Regions from separate parts of the Mus musculus genome. Here all the other regions are linked to region 3. Evidence: chromatin contacts called from public HiChIP or PLAC-seq data. All regions are on one chromosome and are shown on one strand. Each heading gives the region's core, a stretch centred on a gene start, on an enhancer-like site or on the middle of the called end of the contact. The rest is flanking DNA. Distances are from core to core; before and after follow the strand shown.

The links. HiChIP or PLAC-seq counts read pairs in DNA pulled down with a chosen protein or histone mark.
Region 1: an H3K4me3 HiChIP or PLAC-seq map of pro-B cells shows a contact between it and region 3, with 2.6 times the contacts expected there. The contact joins the promoter of Cenpq here to the promoter of Crisp3 in region 3. A contact is called at or near these places in 2 of 115 datasets of contacts at active chromatin or transcription factors (large pre-B cells and pro-B cells).
Region 2: an H3K4me3 HiChIP or PLAC-seq map of bone marrow-derived macrophages shows a contact between it and region 3, with 4 times the contacts expected there. The contact joins the promoter of 9130008F23Rik here to the promoter of Crisp3 in region 3. A contact is called at or near these places in 4 of 39 promoter capture datasets (embryonic stem cells, hippocampal neurons, liver and 1 more), 1 of 484 Hi-C or Micro-C datasets (myeloid progenitors) and 1 of 115 datasets of contacts at active chromatin or transcription factors (bone marrow-derived macrophages).

The regions. Positions count from the first base shown.
Region 1 is chr17:40,932,684-40,936,635 of GRCm38.p6, reverse strand. It overlaps Cenpq (centromere protein Q), which reads left to right and starts at 2,062. Exons shown (of 9, transcript NM_031863.4): 1 at 2,062-2,253; 2 at 3,421-3,555; 3 at 3,786-3,840. The coding sequence starts at 3,457. It overlaps Mmut (methylmalonyl-Coenzyme A mutase), which reads right to left and starts at 1,951. Exons shown (of 13, transcript NM_008650.3): 1 at 1,857-1,951.
Region 2 is chr17:40,878,197-40,882,216 of GRCm38.p6, reverse strand. It overlaps 9130008F23Rik (RIKEN cDNA 9130008F23 gene), which reads left to right and starts at 1,659. Exons shown (of 2, transcript NM_027834.3): 1 at 1,659-2,437. The coding sequence starts at 1,681. The coding sequence ends at 2,226.
Region 3 is chr17:40,240,576-40,244,176 of GRCm38.p6, reverse strand. Crisp3 (cysteine-rich secretory protein 3) reads left to right here and starts at 1,889. Exons shown (of 8, transcript NM_009639.3): 1 at 1,889-1,941.

The DNA of each region.
Region 1 (3,952 bases), core at 813-3,312, 690 kb before region 3:
GAACTCAGAAATTTGCCTGCCTCTGCCTCCCAAGTACTGGGATTAAAGGTGTGCGCCACCATGCCTGACTTTTTTTTTTTTTTACATTTTTTTTGAGGGGCTGGGTTACATTATGTGGTAGATTGGAACTTAATATTTCAATTAATTTGCATTCAAAACCCATTTATAGATTATCTAGCTTATAGTAGACTTTATATTGGTGTATGGAGAAAATACAGTATAAGACAAGCAGGCAACCAAAGTATCTATGATCTGGTCTCTGTAGCTGTCAAACTTATTTCTGTCTTGGCCAATTTTACATTTTCATGTACTAGAAATCCTAGAAAATCATAGTTCACTGCACTTGCCATTTACCCACACAGAAAGCAGCAAACTGCCTCAATTACTTGATACTTAAGTATCACACAACCTCAACATGTAGAGCCTTAAGATTTTGTAAAAAAGAAAAAAAGAAAATCAGATACAGATTTCTTTAATACAGCTGCCTAGCCAGGTGCTTTACACAGCATTGGACAGTGGGAGTTTAAAACTCTATTTTTCATATAATTTCTGACCTATCAACTTAGTGAAGCCTTGATGACTATTGAATACTTATTATGGATCACCAAACAAGCCGCATAAGCCACTCATCGCAATACTGTTCTAATTACTTTACAATGTAAACTTTCAAAACAGGAAACGTCTCAGATATGCTAGCCCCTTAAACTGGGTAACATCCATTCTGGGAAGGCTTCTATTGTGAGAGATAGAATAGGAATTCTCTGCTGTTTATTTGCATTAGAGAATCTGAAACATAAACATCCACAGTTAGAATACGTGTGTTACAATATAAACAAACGAATGAATTGAATGGAACTACTATATTCCATATTGAAACTTACTGGAGTATTCATTTATGACAGCACAGAAAAGAAAAAGGAAGCCTTTATTGGACATAAATTACATGATGTATTATGTCTGTGGAAACTAGCACTCTGTGCAATTACTGTTGTTGTGAGCTTTCTCTAAATATTTTGTAATTAATTTGAAAGTTATAGTAACACCTCAGAAGAGCTAGCCCCTCACACTGTTCAATATACATAGGTGGTGACTATACAAGGCAAGAAAATTAACAGCATAAAGGAACTGTTAGCCCAAAGCAACTGTTCTCAACCTGTGGGTCATAACTCCTTGGCAAACCTCCATCTTCAAAAATATTCAATTTACGATTCATAAAAGTGTCAAAATTACAGTTACAATGTAGCAACAAAAATAATTTTATGGTTGGGGGTCACCACTGTACTGAAGGGTCTTGGCATTAAGAGGGTTGAGAACGACTGGCCTAAAAAATAACTAAGCACAAAACTATGTTGGAAGAAAATCAGCAGGCGGTTGAAAATTACACGCATGTGTCACGCTCTCAATGGCAAAACGGAGAAGTTAGGCTATGTGTTTTGTTTTGTTTTTTAAATCAGGTTAGACGCGCCTTTCCTTTTCATCTTTTCCTTCTGTCACCTAACTTTCTGTCTTACTACCTCTAGCAAAAACACCCTAGAAACCACATGAGCTTGTGAACCTCTAACAAGTAACCTCTGCTCTGCGCGTGCGTGGGAAACCAGGGACGCACAGCGACAAGACTAGCACGCTGTTGAAAGGCATTTTGCAGCGGTGACCTCCGAATTCCACCAGCCTGGCGGGAAATGAGAACCCAGTCAGTCACCATCTATATTTCAGGAGCAAGCAGGGGCGGCTTCCTATCACAGAAAATCCGTGAAGAAGAAGGAAAGGACAGCAAGATAGATAGGTGGAGCAGATGAAGCCAATAAGAGAAGAATCCTGCAAGCCTGACGTGCTCCACAGCGCACGGGCTTACTCACAGTGTTTGGGGATCACCCGGACCAAGCCCGGACTTCAGAACCGAACCCAGACGCCGGGGTCACACCCGCTCGCCGCAGGAGCTCGGCAGCCAATCAAATCAGGGGGCGTAGCCAACACCGCCCTCGGATTAGCCAATCCAATCCGGACATTGCGGGCGCGCGTCTGATGACGTAAAGACATACGCTCCGCAGGCCGGCCTTCTCTACACAAGTGTGTTTGCGTTCCTCACTGACGCTTCCGGTTCCCAGATCCTGGAAGTTCTCCGTCTTTTCCGGTTGTTTGGGCGGATTAAGTCAGAAGCGCGCCTTTTGAATCCGTGAAGCAACTGTGAAGAGTCGAGGAAGCGATAAAGCGGCTGACAGATCCAGGGGATAATTTGAGCCTCACGCGTTTGTGGTAAAACTCCGTTTTGTTTTGTTTTGTTTTGTTTTTAAGGGGCAATGTCTAATGTCTGAATAGGTCTCTGCCATTTAGGGCAACTGTTTGAGATAACCCCAGAGTGGAGTGAAAATATTGATCTTCCCTCTCTAGTCCCCCTGACCCTCCCGGTCTTGGTTCCTGAATCTCTGTACCTCGTCCTGGAGCGACGGACAGAGTAGCCCAAGTTCACTCTCGTTAGTGGTTCGCAGATGAACAGCTTAAGTTGAGATAAGTCGGTTTAAACTAGTTTCAGTAAACCGGCCAAGAAAACAACAAGCAAACCGAAGCGGAGCGCCTTTTTCCACTCCTCCCATAAGGATTCGATCTAGTCTGAACGGGCTGATTCATAAAGAAAAAAAAAAAAATGTTCTTTGAGCTGTCACGCCGTCCGACTTTACGCTGGTTTCATTTAAGCACTTTATTTCTCTTCGTCTTGGCTAATTAATCCAAAGATATCCCCACAGCTGCCCACAAGTCATTTGATTGCATTTAGTATATCTCATACATAATAATTGTAGTCATAGCGGTGTCTACCAACCCACTGTTAAGCTATGATTTCCTGTGGATCTGGGAACAGTAAGGAATTTTTATCTTCTATCTTAATTTTTCTTTTCTTTTCTTTCTTTCTTTCTTTCTTTTTTTTTTTTTAAATTAACACAAGTTGAGTGGTCCCAACAGGTAGAAATCATGACCCTGGTTTCGATACTTACAATGTCTGTCTCATGATTCAATGTAGGCGTTTTCTGTATTACATCCTGCCATATATGTTGTTTAGCTTGGTGTTTTGGGGGGATTCCTAAAGGTTGGAGTAGGAGAATCTCCTGCTCTTTTGCCATCTCTTGGAAGACCCTTTTCCTCATTTCTGGGTTGCATTATCCAGCCTTGATATGATGGTTTGTGCCTAGTCTGATTACATCTTATTACCTCATGTTTGGTTGATGTCGCTGGGAGCCCTGTTGTTTTATGAAAGGAAACGCAGAAGCAGTGGTTTGGGGAAAGAAAAGGGACCCATGACTTGAGGAGTGGGAGAGGAAACTATGGTCAGATGTATTGCATGAGAGAAGAATAAATTTTTTAAAAATTTATGTACTCTTTTCAACAAAAATTATATTTATATTATAATTATATTTTTCACCTTTGCAGACTATGTATCGTTGTGATTATACTGTTTAGATGAAAATGTCTGGTAAAGCACGTGCTTCTAGGAAAAAACCTCAACAGGTGAAAAGAAGTTTGAAACAAAGAGCCAATAAGGAAGCGGATTTGCCAGAGAATGAGGTAAGATCTCTTTCTTTCAGATCTCTTTAATTAGAAATATCTATTTCCCTTCAAAGGGCTAAAAGTCAGTTTTACTACACATTGTAATTCATATCACAAACTTTAGTGCATTCTTTGTTTATCATATCTACAATACTTTTTTCTACCTCCTGGAAGGTATAGTATTTGTATACATGGAGTATGTGTTGCAAAACCATCTTTTTATCTGTTGTTTGTTTGTATGACTCTAGGTTGGAAACACAGCAAAAAGAAACAGAAGTCATGCAAAGCATCTGTCCTCTAAAGGTATTGTTCTGTATTAAAGTGTCTTCTACTGCTTTTCATGAAAAATGTTTCAGTATCTTGGTTTTGAGTTCAGAAATGGTAAAAGGTGAGCATAAACAGTCACATCCTCAAT
Region 2 (4,020 bases), core at 410-2,909, 640 kb before region 3:
ATTAAGTACTTCCTGGTCAAGCACGTGAACAAGACAGAGCCTTACAATCTTATAAGGAAATAAATGAGATGTTGGTCATGAGCAAACACGTATCATAATAGAAACCAGGGTCTCCTATTTATTGGTGTCTGACCAGAGTCAACATGCTTAAGAATTCTCAAAGATACCAAAGACATCATAGCACCTCCTTATTTCATTGTGAAGGATAACTGAGTTTAAAGTGCTTAAATCCATTCTCATCTAAGGCAGTCAAGAATGTGAGATGTGGGGTAGCAGTGGCCAGCCAGCCCACAGCAAGACCAGAGTCCATGCTGATACCAGGATGTCTTTTCCCCCATGCTGTTCAGACTTTCATGTAAGAGCAGAAATACTCACAATCATGGCTAAATCATTTTGCTAAACCAGACAGGAAAACAGCATTTTCCAGTAAAACAAACAGCTACTACCAAGGATGGACTGGAACGGACACATAAGAGTCTTTTCTCCTATTGACTAGTGTTCTCCATGAACTTCAGGCATAGACTATTGTGGCATAGGCATATCCATAAGCTTAGAGGTAAATGCACACATAGGAACATATGTATGTGTTTGTTATCATGAGATTAAAAGGGAAGCTCATGTCGAATGGGAGGGGGACCTACAAAGGCACAAGAACGTAAACTCTGAAGCGCCTTTTAGTGATTTGTTCTTGTTTGTTTTGGTTCTGTTCTAGAAGTTTGTTTCAAGTCAAAGCACTAGGCCCCTTTTCCAGACATGTGATGATGACAACTAAAACACAGACAAAGGTGACCCCTGTCCCCACAGATCCTAGTGTTCCAAAGCAAAAGTATGAACTCACAGCCCTGTTCCCTAAGACTTGAACTGTTCCAGGAATGATCCTGAGAGATCATTCCATAGACCTAGAGGTACCATAGAGGATGGAAGGATTTAAAGTGGACAGGAAATCTTTTCTAGCACACATTCTTGCTGGGGAAGTGGGCTTTCCAAGGAGTTCAAGGACAGTCAAGCTAGCCAGTGAGTCCCAGGCCAACCAGCACTACAGCTTGAGACCTTTTCTCAAATGAAAAAGTATTCTTTTCAGAAGACTTTAATTAAATCAGATGATTAAAAACCAAACGAATGTTGCCTGGTAGTGGTGCAAGCCTTTAATCCCAGCATTCAGAGGCAGAGGCTGGCAGATCTCTGTGAGTTCCAGGCTAGCATGGTCTACAGGGTGGATACTAGGGGCTATACAGAGAAACGGTCTCAAAAAGTAAAATAAAATAAAAATTTAAAAATAAAAATCAAGCTTACTTGTTCCTTCATGCTTAAACAGCCGCAGATACAAAATAAGAAATAATGCTTTGAGAATTTGGGAAGGTCATTAGCACCCATACTTTCAGTTTTGGAAAAAAAAGAATGGAGACCTCACTAGGCAGTTTGGGCTGGAGCCAAATATATCATAAAAGAATCGCGGCTAAGTCCTAGGGATGGGAAAAGAGGATCTAAGACTGTGTTTGAAGTGGGTGGAGATCAATAAGGTCTAAAGACTGAAAGTAAACCAAGATAGGAGGCGGAAATTCGCAGTGTGGCCTCAGGCTGCTCCTCTAGTCAGTGCCTCGCTCAAGCCACACCCAGTGCTTGCACCGCCCTCCGAGTTTAGCTGGAGTTTTCCTCCCAGAACTGAAGAAACGTGGACGCATGAACTATCTACCCTCCGGGATGGAGCTGGGCAGACCCCAAGGGCGCTCTGAGTGCTCTCCGCGCCGGGAGGGGTGTGGGCCACCCTTGGATTCTGGCTCCCCTAATCCTGCGCTGGCGGAGGCGGGAAGTGCCCAATCAATAGCAAGTGGGAACTTGAGAAAGCAGAAGGGAAAGAATTTGGATTGCCAGTCCTGGGTCAGAGAGAAAGTGCTCTTTCTTCTGCACCCGGAGAGGTGGTTGGGAACACAGGCGGACTCTGCTTGCGCAGGGCTGGTGGACAGCGAGAACCTTCCCCCGACGATTGGAGACCACTACGATTCCAAACGGAAACCAAAGCTTTCCCGCAGGCGCATTGCCACGGCCCCGGGGGCCCAGCCCGAGGACCCCGAAAACACACCCAGGTCCCTGTTGGTGCGGGTCGTGGATTACCAGGTGACACAGGAGGTGCTGTGGACCGCATGGACCAAGGGGAGTATGACCACGAGGACCGAGGAGCGTTCTGTGACCGCAGTCACCTTTCGGACACAGAGGGAGAGGGAGTGACACAGCTTATGGGGCACCGGAGCCACAGCCAAACCCCTATCCTATCGCCAAGGACCTGATGCTCGAAGGACGTTAAACACACAGATCTCTGGAGCCTGAGAAATGTTCCAGGACAGTGGTTGCGGGGGAAAATGCTTGAAGAACAAATTTTAAGCTGCTTGAGATGTTCTCTGTGGCTTGAGTGTCTCACAATGATTAAGGAGAAGAAAAGGTATTCTTTTGTTTGTTTGTTTGTTTGTTTGTTTACATTGGTGGTAAATGGGAGTTTGAAAGCGCAAAACTTTAGTCAGTTTGCTTGTTGGCATTTTGATAGCTACTTGAGTTGTCTGTCTGCATCCCTCGTTCCCGTTGAGCGGCCAAAAGCAGAAGTTTGAGGTCTTCTCTTTGGGATGTGTGGTGTGTAGAGTGGATGTAGAGAGGGTCTTTGTTTTGAAATCCATAAAGAACATTTTTTTTTTTTTAACGGAAAACAAAATGATAAGGAGGTGAAGCAAAATGTTTCTAGTACTCTACTGGTGTGCAGTTTCTATTCTGGTCCATCATATTTCCATGTTAAGAAGAAAAGGAGTGAGGCAAAGAGAGACTGGGGCACTTTGGTAGGTTGATCTGTGCTTTGCTCGTAAAATGCAATTTAACAGGGCTTTATTGCAGAGGGCATCTTACTTAGCTTACGATTTAATAAGAAAGGTAGACATGTTGTATGCAAGATGTCATAAATGGTTATATTCCCTATTCTTTTTTTTTCTTTTCTTTCTATTAGATATTTTATTTACCCTTCTAAGATTTATAGTTAAGGACTGGAAAGATGGCTCTGTGGTTTTAAGAGCTTTGGTTGCTCTTCCAGAAGACTCAGGTTCCATTCCCAGCACCTGCATGGTAGCTCCAAATGTCTGCCAGCTCCAGTTCTAGGGATCTGACTCCCTCAAACAGGCCTGCATGCAGGCAAAACATGAGTGCACATAAAAATAAAAAAAAATTTAAAAAGTATTTGTAATTAAGATTGGATTGACAGTAGGTCTACTATTTTAAGTTTAATTTTTAAATTAATTTGTCTTTAATTAGATGAATGTATATGTGGATATGTATGTAAACTGGAGTGCAGATAGGTACGTGGAGGCCAGAGACATGGGATAATTAGGAGCTGGAACTATAGGAAGTTGAGAATTGGGGAGTTGAGTGTTGAGAATCAAAATTGTTCCTCTGCAAGAGTAATCTGAACTTTTGACCACTGAGCCCTATCTCCAACCCTTTTCTGGGTATTTAAAATGATCTAAGTCTACCACTTTAAAAAAATAAATTTCCCCTTGTCATTCGACACCATCATTTAAACTTTATTATCTTCTTTATGTGAGTGTTTTGCCTGTATGAACATCTGTAGTAGTTATCGCAGCACTCTCAGAAGTCAGCATTGGAGCCCCTGAAATTAGAGTTAGAGATGGTTGTGGGCCACTGCGTGCTGGGTATTGAACCTGGGTCCTCTGCAAGAGCAGCATGTGCTCAAAACCACTGAATGATTGATCTCTCAGGCTCCACATTGTTAAGTTATTTAGCATTAGATTGCAATTTGGAATTCTAAGGAACAAACAAAGCTCTTAGAGATAGGTGAAGGGCTGGAGTTGTCCCTGTGGGAGCGGTGTTTGGTAACAGACAGTAACAAATGAATGAGGCTCTGCTCAGAGGTTGAGGTTGTGGGGTAAAGAATAAACACTGCTCTTACCCTGGTCCTCCCAAAGCTGTTTTCAGTTAGAGCATGAAGGGCCTTCAGGACATCATCTGATCCAACTCATATCCCTT
Region 3 (3,601 bases), core at 640-3,139:
TAGCCCTCTATTCAATGTAGGGTTGGTAAAGATCTTTCTCCATTTTTTCCTATAGACAATGTCCTTTGCTTTACAGATGCTTTTCAATTTTATGATGTCACTTTTGTCAATTGTTGATCTTAGAGCATGAGACACTGTTGTTCTGTTCAGGAAAATGTCCCCTGTGCCCATGTGTTCCAGACATTCTCCACTTTCTCTTCTATTAGATGCAGTGCAACTGATTTTATATGAAGATCCTTAAGCTACTTGGGCTTGAGCTTTATACAGGGAGATAAGAACAGATCAATTTGCATTGTTCTATGTGCCAACTGCCAATTGAACCAGAACCATTTGTTGAAAATCAAAATTCCAACTAATTTCTTCACTGAAACAGAAAGAGCAATTCTCAAATTCATTGGGAACAACAAACAAACAAACAAACAAAAAGATAGAAAAAATAAACATTCTCAACAATAAAAAACTTCCAGAGGAATCACCATCCATGACCTAAAGCTGTACTACAGAGCAATAGTGATAAAAACTGCATGGTATTAGTACAGAGAACATCAAAGGAATAGAAGACCCAGAAATAAACCCACACACCTATAGTCACTTGATCTTTGACAAAGAAGCCAAAACCATCCAGTGAAAAAAAGACAGCATTTTCAAGTGAGGGGTTCTTGTCATGTGTTGCTGGAGGTCATCATTTGCCCTTAATTATTAATTATTGGTTCCTCTTGAGGTTGTGGAGCAGAAAGAGCATCTGCAGGGGCAGGGTTGCTGTTCAATAATAAAATGTTTACCTCTCTTCAGTCTTAATCACTTTCCTGATGTAGCTTACCTGCCTGAGTTTCTCTGAGGCCAGATACTGCAGTCTTTCACTTTTAGCCCCTCATCTGAAAGCAGCAAGAGATTCTTGAAATGCCTTTCAAGACTATGTATGTACTACTTGAGACTGGTAAATTATTCTCTCCTATTTAGCAAAACACAATTCTTAACATCATTGCCCAGGGTATTTGGGGTCAGTATTCTATCCTGCTTCATTTTTGTAACATGGAAAAAAAGCTAAGAAATCATGAAACCTTGTGTAGATCTACACACTCAATAAAAGCAATTTAATAAGTTGCTCAATATTATGTGTAAAACCATTCCACCAGAAAGTATATTCCAATGCTGATGGATTTAAAGGTAACTGGAGTTCTTTATCAATATACTCTTGAAGGCATTATCACATTAAATTTTCAAAGGTACAGAAAACAATTATTTTCCAACGCATTCAACAATTTCCTAATTTCAACAATTAGCTTTGGACACTTCACTTTATGTGAGGAAATCTTAAATTCTCAAGAGATCATGAAATGTATAATTTCACACTCATTCCTAAAGGGACAATTAGTGTTAAATTGTGCATGTATGTGTATCTATTTGCCTTTGAGTAAAGTTATGCTCATGTAAATATGTGTTCATGGAGACTAGAAATTGTCTAATCCCCTGCAATTACAAGCAATAGTAACACATCATACATAGCTAGAAGAAACAAAACTCATTGTTCTATGTAAGAGCATGAAGTACTCTAAATCCAAGTTATCTTTGTAGCCCCCTTAAAAGAAAAAAAATCCTCACAGCTCTGATAAGATAAAAATTATTTGATTAAAAGTTTTTGAAGCATTTCCTGGCAAATATATACATACATTGTATTCACTAGAAGAGCATGAAAGAGCCAGTAAAATTTGTTTCTAATATACAGTCATCACATGATGTCAAAATGTCAGTTAGATGACCAGCAATAAAATCTGGCATGTCAAATCCTGTGTCATACTTGGTTAACCAAGACCAGTTTGCATAAGCAGATTGTGCCAAAACAGGAACTATGTAGAGTATAAATAGACAGCTGAGACTCTTGTCTGATGTCACCTTTCTTCTTCCTGCAGGACAACACCTCATTCTACTCTGAAGCCAGCAGTAAGTAGTCCTCCTTTATTATGAGATCAAGTTCCTAATGGAATACATTTACAACTAAACAACAGTGAAATTTTACAGTTAATTACTGCATGTGTGGTTGTTATCACAATGATACTGATAATTTTATTGAGAACAATTGTTTATATTTATTCATATAAAGTGATATACATGATTTTATAGCTTATTTGTTTTCTTTAAAATAATTTTGTACAGAGATAATGGGAGTGAAACTTTTAAACTCTAAAATCAGAAATAATGTCTCAGAATTTTTTCCAAGCAGAACTGTTAGTGGTATCTTTACTAAGACAATGATTCAGGAGTGTAGGGATTTAATTTAAAATCTATTTCTGTACAGTGATATAAATGCTTTTAGAAGATGGATATGAAGGTATCCTTGCCACTGATTTTAAATTTATCAAAAGAATATTATAGCAGTGACTTTGAAATAAATGTGCTATTGATGATCATTTGTTGAAAATATAAGTTGTCCATAAAATACATTCAAGACAAGCAAAAATCAAAACATATACTGTTTCTGGTCATAGGTGAACATATTCTGGTAGCTTAAAGATTAATTACATGTATAAATTGTGTATATATCTTATATGACAGAGCACATAAGAACTTTGTGTTTGGGGCAAACAAAAATGTTTCTGGAAAATTTTAGGATTTCATGGAACTATTCAATGTCTATCAGAAAGAAATTCTATGCTACTGCAGAAGATAATAATTCCAAAGAACATTTAAGGATGTTTTCTTCCATGTGCCTACATCATGCGCTCTGCTTTTTTATATTTGAACCTACAGTGCCTGTCCATCAATGTATCTAAACTTCTGAATTTGGATAATAAGTAGTCAAAGTTACAATAAGTATAAATCCTGAAAGCTATTAGATAAAGGGATGCAAATTTATGAGACAAAGGGTGGATTACAGAAATGAGTGTTAGAAATTTTAAGAATTGTACATCAGGCCCAGTTCAGAATTTCAGTGCTACTACTGAGCAAATTCAAGGAAGCAAGAACATTTCTTCTTGAAAAAAAATTATTTTGTAGGAATTTACAAGAGTGTTTTTGCAACATTTCTGCCCATAGTGATTTCTAGCAGTTTGGTAGAACATATGTTCTCTGTTGTCTAATTCGTACCTCAGAGAAACATGACAAAGCAATCAAGAGTGACAATTACCATATTATATTGGAATTTAGAAAATATTACAGTAGATAATCGGGAGAATATGATCAATTAGAATCATGTTATTTTTCCTGTAATGTGCTCATCCTGTGTACTTCTGCAGGGGTTTTATTGACATATTTCCATGTCTACATATCCTTCAAATCATTGCAATTTCTGGCTTTCAGAACTGAAGGCTTTAAGATGGTGCTTCTCTTTCACTTCTGTTACCTGAGATTTTATGGGACACCTCATTACTAAATCTCTAATACTGAGATGGCTCATGTGTAGAGTGGAATATTTAGTCACAGTGTCTTCCAACTAGGTTTTTATGAGTTTGAAATGAATCCCATAGAGAGTCACATGACAAGTGACACCAAGCCCATAGTCACAGTATCTATGTTATTGTGAGTGCCTAAGTTATGGCAAGGAGTGCCTTGACACATTTCATAAAAATTACTTATTTATGCATTGTATTCATTCCACATAGAT